Regions from separate parts of the Arachis hypogaea genome. Here region 2 is linked to region 1. A link is a contact called in public Hi-C data. All regions are on one chromosome and are shown on one strand. Each heading gives the region's core, a stretch centred on a gene start, on an enhancer-like site or on the middle of the called end of the contact. The rest is flanking DNA. Distances are from core to core; before and after follow the strand shown.

What was found. A called contact is a pair of places that touch in the nucleus more often than the background predicts.
Region 2: a contact with region 1 is called in a Hi-C map of leaf, with 2.1 times the contacts expected there. The contact joins the promoter of LOC112751179 here to the promoter of LOC112751174 in region 1. A contact is called at or near these places in 2 of 8 Hi-C or Micro-C datasets (both in leaf).

Annotation. Positions count from the first base shown.
Region 1 is chr15:147,076,044-147,082,278 of arahy.Tifrunner.gnm2.J5K5, forward strand. It overlaps LOC112751174, which reads right to left and starts at 2,842. Exons shown (of 13, transcript XM_025800230.3): 1 at 2,374-2,842; 2 at 1-16.
Region 2 is chr15:147,304,719-147,310,953 of arahy.Tifrunner.gnm2.J5K5, forward strand. It overlaps LOC112751179 (trihelix transcription factor ENAP2), which reads left to right and starts at 2,830. Exons shown (of 3, transcript XM_072217184.1): 1 at 2,830-3,659; 2 at 3,752-5,884. The coding sequence starts at 4,792. The coding sequence ends at 5,883.

The sequences.
Region 1 (6,235 bases), core at 1,592-4,091:
GATCTTCTTCTATGTCCTGTGTTCCACACCATTATTTCAATAGTCATAAGGAATTAATGAAAGAAGGGTTTAAATTAAAGGAATAAGAGTTAGTGACTTTATCTTCACGTAACTTCAGAGAATAATAGTACCAACTTTTTTCACTTTGGTCCAACCGGACATAGAAATTTTATTTATTTATTTATCATTTTAATATTTTTGTTCATTCAATTTACCATATTATGCTTGTTATCATGGACCGAAAATTATTCCAAACCAATACTACTTTTATAGGTGTGCCTACCATATAATTAAAATTCCGTTATGATATCTTATACGGTTATACTATACCGTATGGTACTTGTTTCATCAATTTTCTCTCTAACAACATAATAATCAACCATCACTAATAACCAATAAATTAACCTAAAACTCATGACCAAAAAGTGAAAAAGAGAGAATAATCTGAAAGGAGAAAAAAAATTGTATGATAAAACAATCGTGCCCAAAAAAAAATCTATAGCTAGAATATTCCTTTGTTGATCAAAGTCTTACCTATATGAGATTGAATTCACAACCTCCACCTTATTTTTAGTGGAAGAAGGCATGTTCCATTCACGATATCATGATTATTCATGCAAGGCTCAAAAGACGAAATTTATATATTAGAAAAAAGAAAAATCCAAGCCCACTTGATTAGATTCCAGAAAGTGATTTTATATATATAATTCTAATATGACTATGTTATCATGATTACATAGTGTTTTAAAAAATATTATTAAAATTAAAGTAACATTTTTTTTAAAAAGTGTTGCTTAAAAAAAATATTACCAAAATATTAAAAATAAAGTATAATTTTAATTTTAATAAGACTTCCATAATAATCATAATCATTATAGCATAGTCATATTAGAATTTATCATATTTATATACATAAAAAAATCAACTAATTTGTTTTTATATAAAAATATATATTTAATATTCATAAAAAAGTAATTATGATGTTGCAAAAATATTTGACTATTTTGTTATGACATTATTTAATTATTCTAATAATTGATTATTTGTTAAAAAATATATAAGATAACATATATAAATATAGAAAAAAAAAATATGGTGCCTAAACATATATATACTCCAAAGGATGTGTGTGGGAAAATTATACCTAATTGTGTATAGTTGTATAAAACTTTTTCATTAAAAAAATCAATCAATTCTAAAGCCTTTTATATTATTTTAACACTAGTTATGCTGAATCAGTGCATTAAGTTGGATAATAATGGCCATTCAGTATCTATGAGGAGACAAAAGAAATCAGAAACCAACTCAACCATATATGTTTCGCTATATGTATGAAGTATGAGTCATCCTTTTAATAATATTTTTAATTTATTTCATTAAAAAAGCACAATTTGGATGAAAAGACCTCAACCATCAATCCAATAGGTTTATATCTATTAAAAAAAAATTGAATAACTTAATTGTAAGAGTTATTTTCCAAGGAATACTTTTCTCACAAAACCCATTGACCTTTTAGCATTACCAATTACCACAAATTCCTCTTATTTAGTATTATTTTTTTTTTCTTACATGCATGATGAGCTCTGCCAGTTATTCTTTCAATTTCATGGAGAAAAAAAAATGAATAAATTTTTCCTTCCCATAACATCACCATCATAATAATAAATCATGCTTCATTCTAAAATTTTAACTACTTATATCCAACTTCCAATGGTGCAAGACTTATACATATATATATATATATATATATATATATATATATATATATATATAGGTGGAGGTAAAATTTCTCTTACTCCTAGGAGCAAGTATTTTTCATTGCGTCATAATTGCTTGTTTTAAGATATGTGCATGATGATACATTAGCTCGAATTAATTAATAAAATCTTCAAATTCTTATTTATTATTCTCCTAATTTTCTTGCTAATAAAAAAACATCAAAGGCATCTATCGTACATTTGCATTTTGCAGTTCTTTAGGGGAAAAAAAACCTACTTCATTCGACAGATATATTCTATGTTATTGAGATTTGTGAGTAGAAAAAAAAAATCATAGGGAAAAGGCCTATAATAGAAACCTACCTCCTATATGATATTTAAAAACATCTTAGTAAATAATCCATAAATAGCCTTTTTTTTAATAAATAGATAAATAAATAAAAATCACAAGCCAGAAATTGAAGCCTTATTATTGCGAGTTGCAATAGAATTCAGAAATGAGAAACACACTATGATGTGAAATTTTTTCATACTATATAGTTCATGCTAGAAATATAGAATTGACTAATAAAAATTATTCAAACACCCACACAAAATATATAGAAAAACCAACAAAAATGAAAAAGAGACAAAATTTATGTGAGAATATATATACCTTATATGTAAGAGGTAGGAACACCAAATTAAAGGAATGAAGAAGAGAAGAGATGAAGTTGATGATCAAGACACCAATGCAATAACATGAACAATCTTCATGGATAACAAACCTTCCCTTCTCTATCAATCTCTCTCTTTTAGATCAAAGAGAGATAGAGATAGAGATATGTCAAACAAAAACACAAAGAGATTATTATTATTATGTTTTTGTGTTTGTAACTTGTCTGTGCTTTTGGCGGTTCGGTTCTTAAAATGATTATTATTTATTATGATGATGATGATGATGAGTTACACTACTTAGCTTATTGGAGACTTGGACACAAAGAGAGAGGTAGTTGTTGCTTTTTAGTGGTTTTTTCTTCTTTCTTTGCTTTTTAAGCTTTTTGCTCCTTCTTTTTTCCCACCCTAATAATCTTATTAGGTTTCATGCACTTTCTTTCTTTCCCCTCCATATTGTTATACCTTTCAAGGTAAATCTATTTTCCCAACACAACACTCTTGTATGTTCTACAATTAACCTAATAAAAATAATAATGATGAATAATATTGTTATTTCTTTTCTTCTTTTAGTGGCTTGGTCCAAAAATGATGATGTAACAACCAAGCTCACGCAAATAGCTTTAATTCATTAAACCATGATATGTATATATGTAATCTACTTAGTTTGATTGAGTGATCAGCTCACTCATTTGGTTAAGTAAATGTTAAAAATTTGAATTCCACTTTGTATATACAATAATTTATTAACCAGTAATGACAAATTCTTAAATAAAATTTAAATTTATAGCGGATTAATTCTTGACTTGTCAAAATAAAAAATACTGTAGATAATAAAAAAAAAGTATGTATATATATGTTGCTTAATAATAATCAATTTGGTCAGCATAATAGTTTGGCTAAATTAATGTAAATTATCATAAGATCAAATAAAGCAGCATAACATTTAATTTAGCTCTGGCATGCTACATGGACAGGATCATAATCATAATGTATAATAATCATGTCAGCATCCAGGCGTCAAATTAAATGAGTTGTACAGATAGATTTTACATGGTGTTTGTTTCACGCCAAAGTTATGATTGGTTTCATGCTTAGCATGATGATGTTTTTAGTAGTAGTAATTGTAATAATATCTATGATTATACTATTTGGCCACATATATATAGTGCACAATGAATATTGATGTTTGCAAGGGTAATTATTATCGGGAAGTATTAATTTAATTCCTAATATTTAGATTAAGTTTTAATTTTATTTTAATATTTAAAATATTTTATTTTTATTACAAACACTTTATTTTATTTTAATTTTTTGGTTAAACTTAAAACTTTATTTTTTTTAAATATATCTTTTTTTATTATAATTTCTTTTGAGATAATGGTAAAAATAGTAATTATAATAGTTATAATGGTGATTATAGTGATTTAAAAATAAAAATGATAAAACAATAAGAGAAAGAAGGAGATATTAACAGAGATAAAGAGTATTTTTGAAAAAAAAAATATTTTGATTAAAAGACTAAAATAAGATGGAATAAGAAGTTTCAAACATTAATAACAAAAATAATATTTAGACTAAATATTAGAGATTAAAATAGTATTTTATCTATTATTATTATTATTATTATTATTATTATTATTATTATTATTATTATTATTATTATTATTATTATTATTATTATTATTAAATTTAATTACTAAAAACATTTATAAGGTGTCTTCTATATTACCTATGATTGTGGTACCTATGGTGCTTAAAGCTACAATGTTTTAACCATTCTAAGTATATGGTAATTGGTAACAGTTTTTAATTTGAAAATATTTTTCTCTCTTTTTTTTTTTCAAAGTTTATCATATCACTTTCACACTAAATTTAACAATAGTAATTTTTAAATAATTGTTCAATTTCATCTATTAATTTTTTTTTAACTAAAATCTTTTCTATTTTTATTTTATCTATTTTATAACATGTATGTGTTAATAATTTTAATGAAAATCAACTATGATATTTAGTTGAGGATCAAGTGAATAATTTATGAGAAATCACTACCATAGTAACAATAATTTTTAAATTTCCATGAGAAATATAGGTTTTTTTCAAGGTTTTGAACTTCTGGAATAAAACTTATATCTAAGATTTTGTATAAAATCATTCTGTATTAATTATAAAAATTGCATGTCATTGGAACTAACATTAGTTAAATCATTGTTTTTTTTTTTTTATCATTATTTGAGATAACTTAATGATTTCTTCTTTCAAGTTTCAACTACTCTTGAAGTCAACTAGCTATATTTTTCAAGTATACATTGTTAAAGTTTTATAGTCAGTATAGATACTATAATCACATCATAAAATGCTACTACATTATAATTAATAGGAATAGATGGTGTATATATAAAAGTTAAATAATATGTAACTATTTAAATGAATAAATAATATTTTTCATGATAAAATATGCGTATATGGAATCAAACCTGACATCAAATATAGTACTACTTTTTAAGAGAGAAAGTTAGTGTGCCACCTAAATTTAAGCTCCATACTCTAAATTATTCTCTTTTTTTTCCTCCATACTTATTTTGTAATACATGAGAATCTTAAGTACGTTGTACAATTTTGCTACATCTTTGAATAGGGAACAATGTTTTTTTTTACAATTTAAATAATAAGTTAAAAAAAGTTAATTTTTATTTAAAAATTAAATTTTAAATTAATTAGATATAATTCTTATTTTAAATTGACAAACAATAATTTTTATTTGTACTGGTTGCTTGGTGTATGGTGCGCATATAAGGGAAGAGAAGTTTGCTGTGTGGAAAGAGTTGAGATTTTTATCGGAAATATGTTAGGTTTCTCTTTGCTACATGGGTGTCTTCAATGAGATTGTGCAATTGGAAGAAAGAAAAGGCGCTAGTGTGTTAACAGCATTATCGAACTGGTGGATATAGAGATGAATGACCGTAAGTTTACGTGGTTCAGGGTCAATCGTATAGTCAAATTAATAAAATATTGGTGAGTTTGGTTTCATTGTTATCTTTTGGAGCACTTGGTTGAAAAGGAATGACATAATTTTCAAGAATCAAGAATCAGGTGTTGCAGCCTTGTAGGAGTAGTTAACAGGTCGAGTAAGAGTTACAAAGAGTAAAGTGAGTGAGATTTGATCTTTTGGGTTGTTAATGGCTTTTGTCGAAAATGCTTAGAAATTAGTTTATTTTATTTGTTTAGTATTTTTTTGTTGAGATATTGATGCTCCACTTTGTTGTGTTGAGCTTTTTATTTAAAAAAAAATGGTTAGTGAGTCTGAAATGCAATTCATTATTTATATTGTTTGCATATTTCATTGTTCGCCTGTAAAATTGATATAAATTTTATGATGTACGTAAACTAGGTAGGATCCAATGTTCTGAAGGAAAAAAAAGGTTTCTTTTCTTTCTTTTTAACAAGTGGATTTGTATAACTTGAAAGTATTATAATGTCCATCCATTTTGTTTGATAATGGAAAATATATGGTGGTCCATTTTAGTGCAATTCTGCCACCAATTCTAAAAATCTTTTATGTTTTTGACACGCACATAAACATCAAGAATAACAACGAGGAAGGTATGCTTCTTCTCAATTATATTCTTGTATTGTGACCATAGGAATTGCACTTAGAGATAAGGTCCTATAAAGATCACATTCTTAAAAAAAGGAACAAGTTGCGCTAGAAGCTAGGGTGAGCGCGGGTAGCGAGTACTCGATTACCCGTCTGAATCCGAACTAAACTAATTAAATTGGTTCTGGAATTAATAGGTAATCGGGTTCTACATGAACCAAATCAATGGCTTTTGTTAGTAATTGGTTCGGGTATCGGTTCTGTG
Region 2 (6,235 bases), core at 1,580-4,079, 230 kb after region 1:
TAATAAGCTTTCTGGAAGTGATTATATCTATCTTCTATTGTATGTGGATGACATGTTTATTGCTTCTAAGAGCAAGGCGGAGATAGATAGGTTAAAGGTTCAACTTGGTAAAGAATTTGAAACAAAAGATTTGGATGTTGCACGAAAAATATTAGGCATGGAAATTAAAAGAGAGAGATCAAGCCGAAAATTGTTCTTGAGCCAGAAAGGGTACATTAAGCGCGTTATTGAAAGGTTCGAAATGAAAAATGCTAAACCAGTAGTAACACCATTGGCTCCACATTTCAAGTTCTCTGGTAAAAAATCTCCCACAACAACAAAAGATAAAGCTTACATGGAAAATGTACCTTATGCTAGTGTAGTTGGTAGCCTGATGTATGCTATGATGTGTACACATCCAGATATTTCATAGACAGTCAGTATTGTTAGCAGGTTCATGGCAAATCCAGGTAAGGCACACTGGGAAGCAGTCAAGTGGATATTAAAGTACTTGAAAGGTACCATTGACAAAGGTTTATGCTTTAGTGGAAAATCATGTCAAATCAGCGGTTTTGTTGATTTTGATTATGCTGGTGATCTAGACAGAAGACGTTCTATGACCGGTTATGTATATAAAATACAAGGTGCTCCAGTTAGTTGGCGATCGATGTTACAAGCTACAGTGGCACTATCTACTACAGAGGCTGAGTACATGGCAGTAGCAGAAGGGGTGAAAGAAGCATTGTGGCTAAGGGGTCTTCTAGATGATTTGGGATTTCAGCAAGATTGTGTGAATTTGAGTTGTGATAGTCAAAGTGCAATTCATTTGGCAAAAAATCAAATTCATCATGCTCGTACCAAGCATATTGATGTAAGATATCACTTCGTGCGTGATGTTATAGAGAAAGGCAATATTTCTCTTATAAAAGTACACATATGAAAATTCCGCAGACATGTTGACTAAAGTAGTGTCGAAAAACAAATTCCAGCATTGCTTGGATTTGCTCAACATTATTCCATGTTAAGTATTACATGGCGAATAAAGGAACTACGTTTCGTTTGATCTTGGTAAATGGTACATAGGCAGTCGTTGTCAAGATGATGCAACCAGATACGAGTACTACAATTTTGTTCGTTCAAAATTTGAGTCAGTTTTTCAAATTGTGACCGAAGTGGAGAATTGTGAGAATATAGGAAGGCTAAGAGCAAACTTAGGGAGTAAAATAAGGTTTGCAAGGAGTTTTTAATAGGACAGAACTTGTAGGGAGTTTTCATAGGAGGATTTTATTCTTGATCATTGAAATTATAGCATAGATGATACTATATATATTTCTGTAGCATTGTAATTGAAATATCATAAAAAATAAGAAAGAAAATTAATTCACATCATATTTTCTCATATTGTGTTTGTTATAGTTAGTGTATTATTGTGGGTAGTGTTCAATTTCATATTACTTTGTATCTATTAGAAGTCCAAATTTCACTGCAGACTCTACAATAAGCATTTATTGTTTAAGTTATTTTTTTAAGAAGTGTTTATAATTTAAGATTTAAAATTTATAATTTAAAATTTAAGATGACTGAGAGTAGTAGTTGGCCGATGACAGTGGTTGGCCATAATGACAAAGTGTCAAAAACGAGAAATAATGTTGTAGTGTTCGAAAAAAAAAGGGTTAACTACCAAAAACGTTTTCGAATTTTTCAAACGCTCACAAAAATGCACCTAAATCTTATTACCGAAAAAAATGACTTCAAATAATTTAAAAATACGACAAAAATGTCCAATAGTAAATATATATTTTCAAAAAATACCTTAGAGATTGAACTTTGATATGATTTTTTGCAAGCATGATTATGAAAATGAGATATTATTATCCTTAAAATTTGGTGACTTTTGTTAAGTATATATGATTTTTGTAATTTTTTTGTTAACAACCAATAATATTTTTAAAAAATTACAAAAAATATATACTTAGCAAAAAAATCACAAAATTTTAAGAATAATAATATCTAATTTTTTTAAACATGCCTGCAAAAAATCGCATCAAAATTCAATCTCTAATGTATTTTTTGAGAAAATTTTTAAAAAATTACAAAAAATATATACTTAGCAAAAAAAATCATCAAATTTTAAGAATAATAATATCTAATTTTTTTCAATCATGCCTGCAAAAAATCGCATCAAAATTCAATCTCTAATGTATTTTTTGAGAAATACATATTTAATGTTAGATTTTTTGTAAAATTATCTAACATTAAATATGTATTTCTTAAAAAATACATTAGAGATTGAATTTTGATGCAATTTTTTACAAGTATGATTAGAAAAATAAGATATTATTATTCTTAAAATTTGGTAATTTTTTATTAAGTATATATTATTTTTATATTTTTTTGTTAACAACCAATAATACTTTTAAAAAATCACAAAAAAATATATACTTAGAAAAAAGTCACCAAATTTTAAGAATAATAATATCTCATTTTTTTAATTATGTTTGAAAAAAATTACATCAAAATTCAATTTCTAAGATATTTTTTGAAAATACATATTTACTATTGGATATTTTTGTCATATTTTTAAATTATTTGAATGTATTTTTATCGATAATAAAATTTAAATGTATTTTTGTCGTTGAATAATTCAGGAACGTTTTTTGTGGTTAAAAAAAAAGAAAAGAGGAAGATGTTGAATGTTATAGTAGAAAAAATTTGTCGCCATATTTAATAGTGCATACTTTTTTTTTTGTCATGACCCGAACCGCCAATTCGGCCCAGATCCAAATACGAACGAAGCTCCAACTCCAATCCGATCCGGATTTTAAAACACACGGATGCAATTCAAATTGTAATCTTTATCTTCTTTGTGATGCGCTACTACCAGGTCTCCACCCATCACGTCGCAGTCGTCTATTTCATTGCCATTGCTTGCCACATTGCCGTCGCCTATATTATTCTCGTTGACCGCAACCTCGCCTGTGCATGTGTCATGATACTTGCCATCCTTGCCTCTGTCGCTTCCGCTTCCGTTTCCGCCCGCCACGCCGTCGTAGCCCGCATCACCGTGGTCGCTTGAAGCCCGAACATGCCGACATTGAAAAAGTCTTCGCCGGTTGGTATCTGTCGCCACCAGTTCTTCTGAAATGATTGCTGCGATACCCATTGCATTTTCTTCCATTGTCGTCTCTGTTGAAGACGTTTCGCCGTCGAGTTTCAATGAGGCTTCTCGCTTATCTCCCGGCCTGAAAGAAGTGGTTTGCTCTCTCTCTTCCTGTGCCGCCAGACATTGCATCACTTGTGGGCTTCTTCCGTTTTCGAAATTCACCTGCCCTGCTAAATCCGATCAGGTCCACTGTCTTCTTCTTCCATCTTCAACGGGTAGATTTTCTGTCTCTTGTTGTATTTCTTGGCCCTCGGTTCGACCCCAGCGGATACAACTACTCAAGCCCCGAGTCTCTAAAAATGCAATTTGTTTTAGATCTCCCTTCAAATTCCATGTCCAATCTGCCGATAATTCATCCGCCAAGCACTTTTTCGCCACTTGATGCGCCAAAAAGTTCCCTTCCCTTGGAATCCATGTGAAACCACTTTTGGGGATCTTTGCAGTGAGCCATTGAATATCTTTAAGAATTGGTTCTATCTCCCCAATCCTGGCCTTCGACTTCACAGCTTGGACTAAGGTGAGACTATCGGATTTTATTATTATTTGCTCTATTTGAAGATTTTTTGCTAAAATTAGTGCTCTTCTAACTGCATGTGCCTCTGCTACTAGACTAGATGAGACCTTGATCTTCTCTGTTGTTTCGGTGATGATTCTTCCTGTCCGATCTCTGACTACTACCGCTAAGGCACCCTCCCCTGTTTGCTTTTGGTATACTGCATCAACATTTGCTTTTATTCACTCTCCTTGAGGCAGTCTCCATGTAGCTTTTCTGTTCTTTCTTCTTGACTGAACTGTTGTTGTGGCTTGAGTTGTTTTTTCTATTTTGTTGGCTGCTGTGAATTCTGATTTGTTTTTATATTACTTGAGTGAGTTTTTTTTTTTCCCTCCTGTCACAATGGATAAAATAGTTCTCAATCTTAAAGTATTATAACATCACAAGACTATGCACCGCAATACTTGGTTGAGTGGCAATTATGTTTGCCTTGCTAGGAGGTGCACCGGGTTCAAATCCCAACTGAGGTTGGTTGTTGTTTAAAAAACCCATAGGATTATGGGCTGTCCAATCCGCTTGACAAAAAAAAAAAAAAAAAAAAAAAACATCACAAGACTCACTTATACTACACATTAAACATTCTTATCCGGGAAGGTTGAAGGAATTGGATACTAGAAGTAGAGGCAGGTGAAGCCATGGAAACAAGTGTTTTTTTGTGTTACAATGTGTATCCAAACCCATGTTTGTTTGGGCCGAATATGATGCAAAGAAAGCTTCAAGCTTCAATCTCTATTGTTATCTTTGGTCTGAGATTTCATGTCCATCAGTTATTTACCCAATTTCTCATAGGTCCATTTTCAAACATGCTTTCCGTTAGCCCAAATCAGGCCCATTTCTTTACCACCAACCTGGAGAGGGAGGCACAGAATGAGTGAGAAGAAAACACAGCCTGAAAAAAAAAATCCCCAATTCCACTTTACACAGAAACCCTAACCATAACCAATTCATCCCAACCGTTCCAATCTCTCTCTTACTGCCACTTTTCCTTCTACCTCTACTTTCTCAATTTCAATTCTCTAATAAATCCCCCCAAATTCCACACCTTTTCACATAATTCTCCAAAAAATTCGATTGGGGTTCGTTTCGTTCCCATTTCATGGACGACATGGAAGACGACGCAAGGTACCCTCCAAAATCCTTCCCTTTGAACCGACAGAACCCTTCCCACCGCCACAAACACCCAATTAGACCACCCCCATTCCACCACCACAACCCTCGCTACGAGGACCAAGACGATGACGATTACGACGACGAAGAAGAACACGCCGAATTCGAAAACTACGGAAACGATGTCGTTGATAACACCAACAACGAAGACGATGACGACGACTGCGGTAACGGGGGCCAAAACGGGTATTTCAAGAAGAGGAAGGTCGGGGTAGGAGGTTCCCCTGTTCCGACAGGATACGAGTTCGCGCCACGTGTCAAGTACTCATACGGCGATGATTGGTCAGAGCATGCCACGTTCGTGCTGCTTGAGGTTTGGGGTGACAAGTTCCTGCAACTTGGGAGGACAAGTTTGAGGTCTGACGATTGGCTTGAAGTTTCAGAAAAGGTGTCTGATGAATTGAAAGCTGATAAGAGCGTTGCACAATGCAAGAGCATTTTGGATAAGCTCAAGAGAAGGTACAAGAAGGAGAAAGGAAAGGTTGAAGAGTTGGGTTTGGGTTCTTGCAAGTGGGCATTCTTCAAGAAGATGGACATGTTGATGGCTTCGTCGACACGGCAAGAGTATGGTCTCGCTTGTGGCGTCGATGGTGGGGAGTATGTGTTCATGAACACAAGGGTGTACCTTAGTAGGTCCAATGGGTTTGATGAGATGAGGGATAGTCCCGGTGAGAGTGAGAGTGATGAGGATGAGGATGGTTTAGATGGTCATGGTGTTGGGGTTGGGGTTGCTTCTGCGGCAAGGAGGAGGAGTGGTGTTGGTGGTGGTGAGGATGAGGAGGAGGAGAGTTCGTTTCGTGTGCTGGCAGATTCGATTCAGAAGTTTGGGAAGATATACGAGAAGATTGAGAATAGTAAGAGGCAGCAGATGATGGAGTTGGAGAAGATGAGGTTGGATTTCAATAGAGAGCTGGAGTTGCAGAAGAAGCAGATATTGGAGAGGGCTCAGGCCGAGATTGCAAAGATACAGGATGTCGATGAGGATGAAACCGACACTTCTACCGAGAATCTCAGTGAATGAGGTTGGTTAACTATTTGACTGTAATTGCTTGCACTGGAACATGGTATCTTGTATCATTATAGGGACTTAACTAGGATTGGAATAATTCCCTAAGATGTTTAAAGAATTTTTGTTTCTGTTATAAGCACTGTTTGTAGACATTTGTTAGGATTTATTATCATATAAAAACATTATCTTCTGAAGTGATTATTATATATGTACTTTCTATGTTAAAAGAATTATTAGATCACACTGCCAAATGAAATTGACACCACAGTTACATTCTATATGAAGAAAGCGGCATGTGAACCAAGTAAAGGAAACAAAATACATGCTATCAAACACCTAAGGTGCTGTCATGCAAGTTAGATAT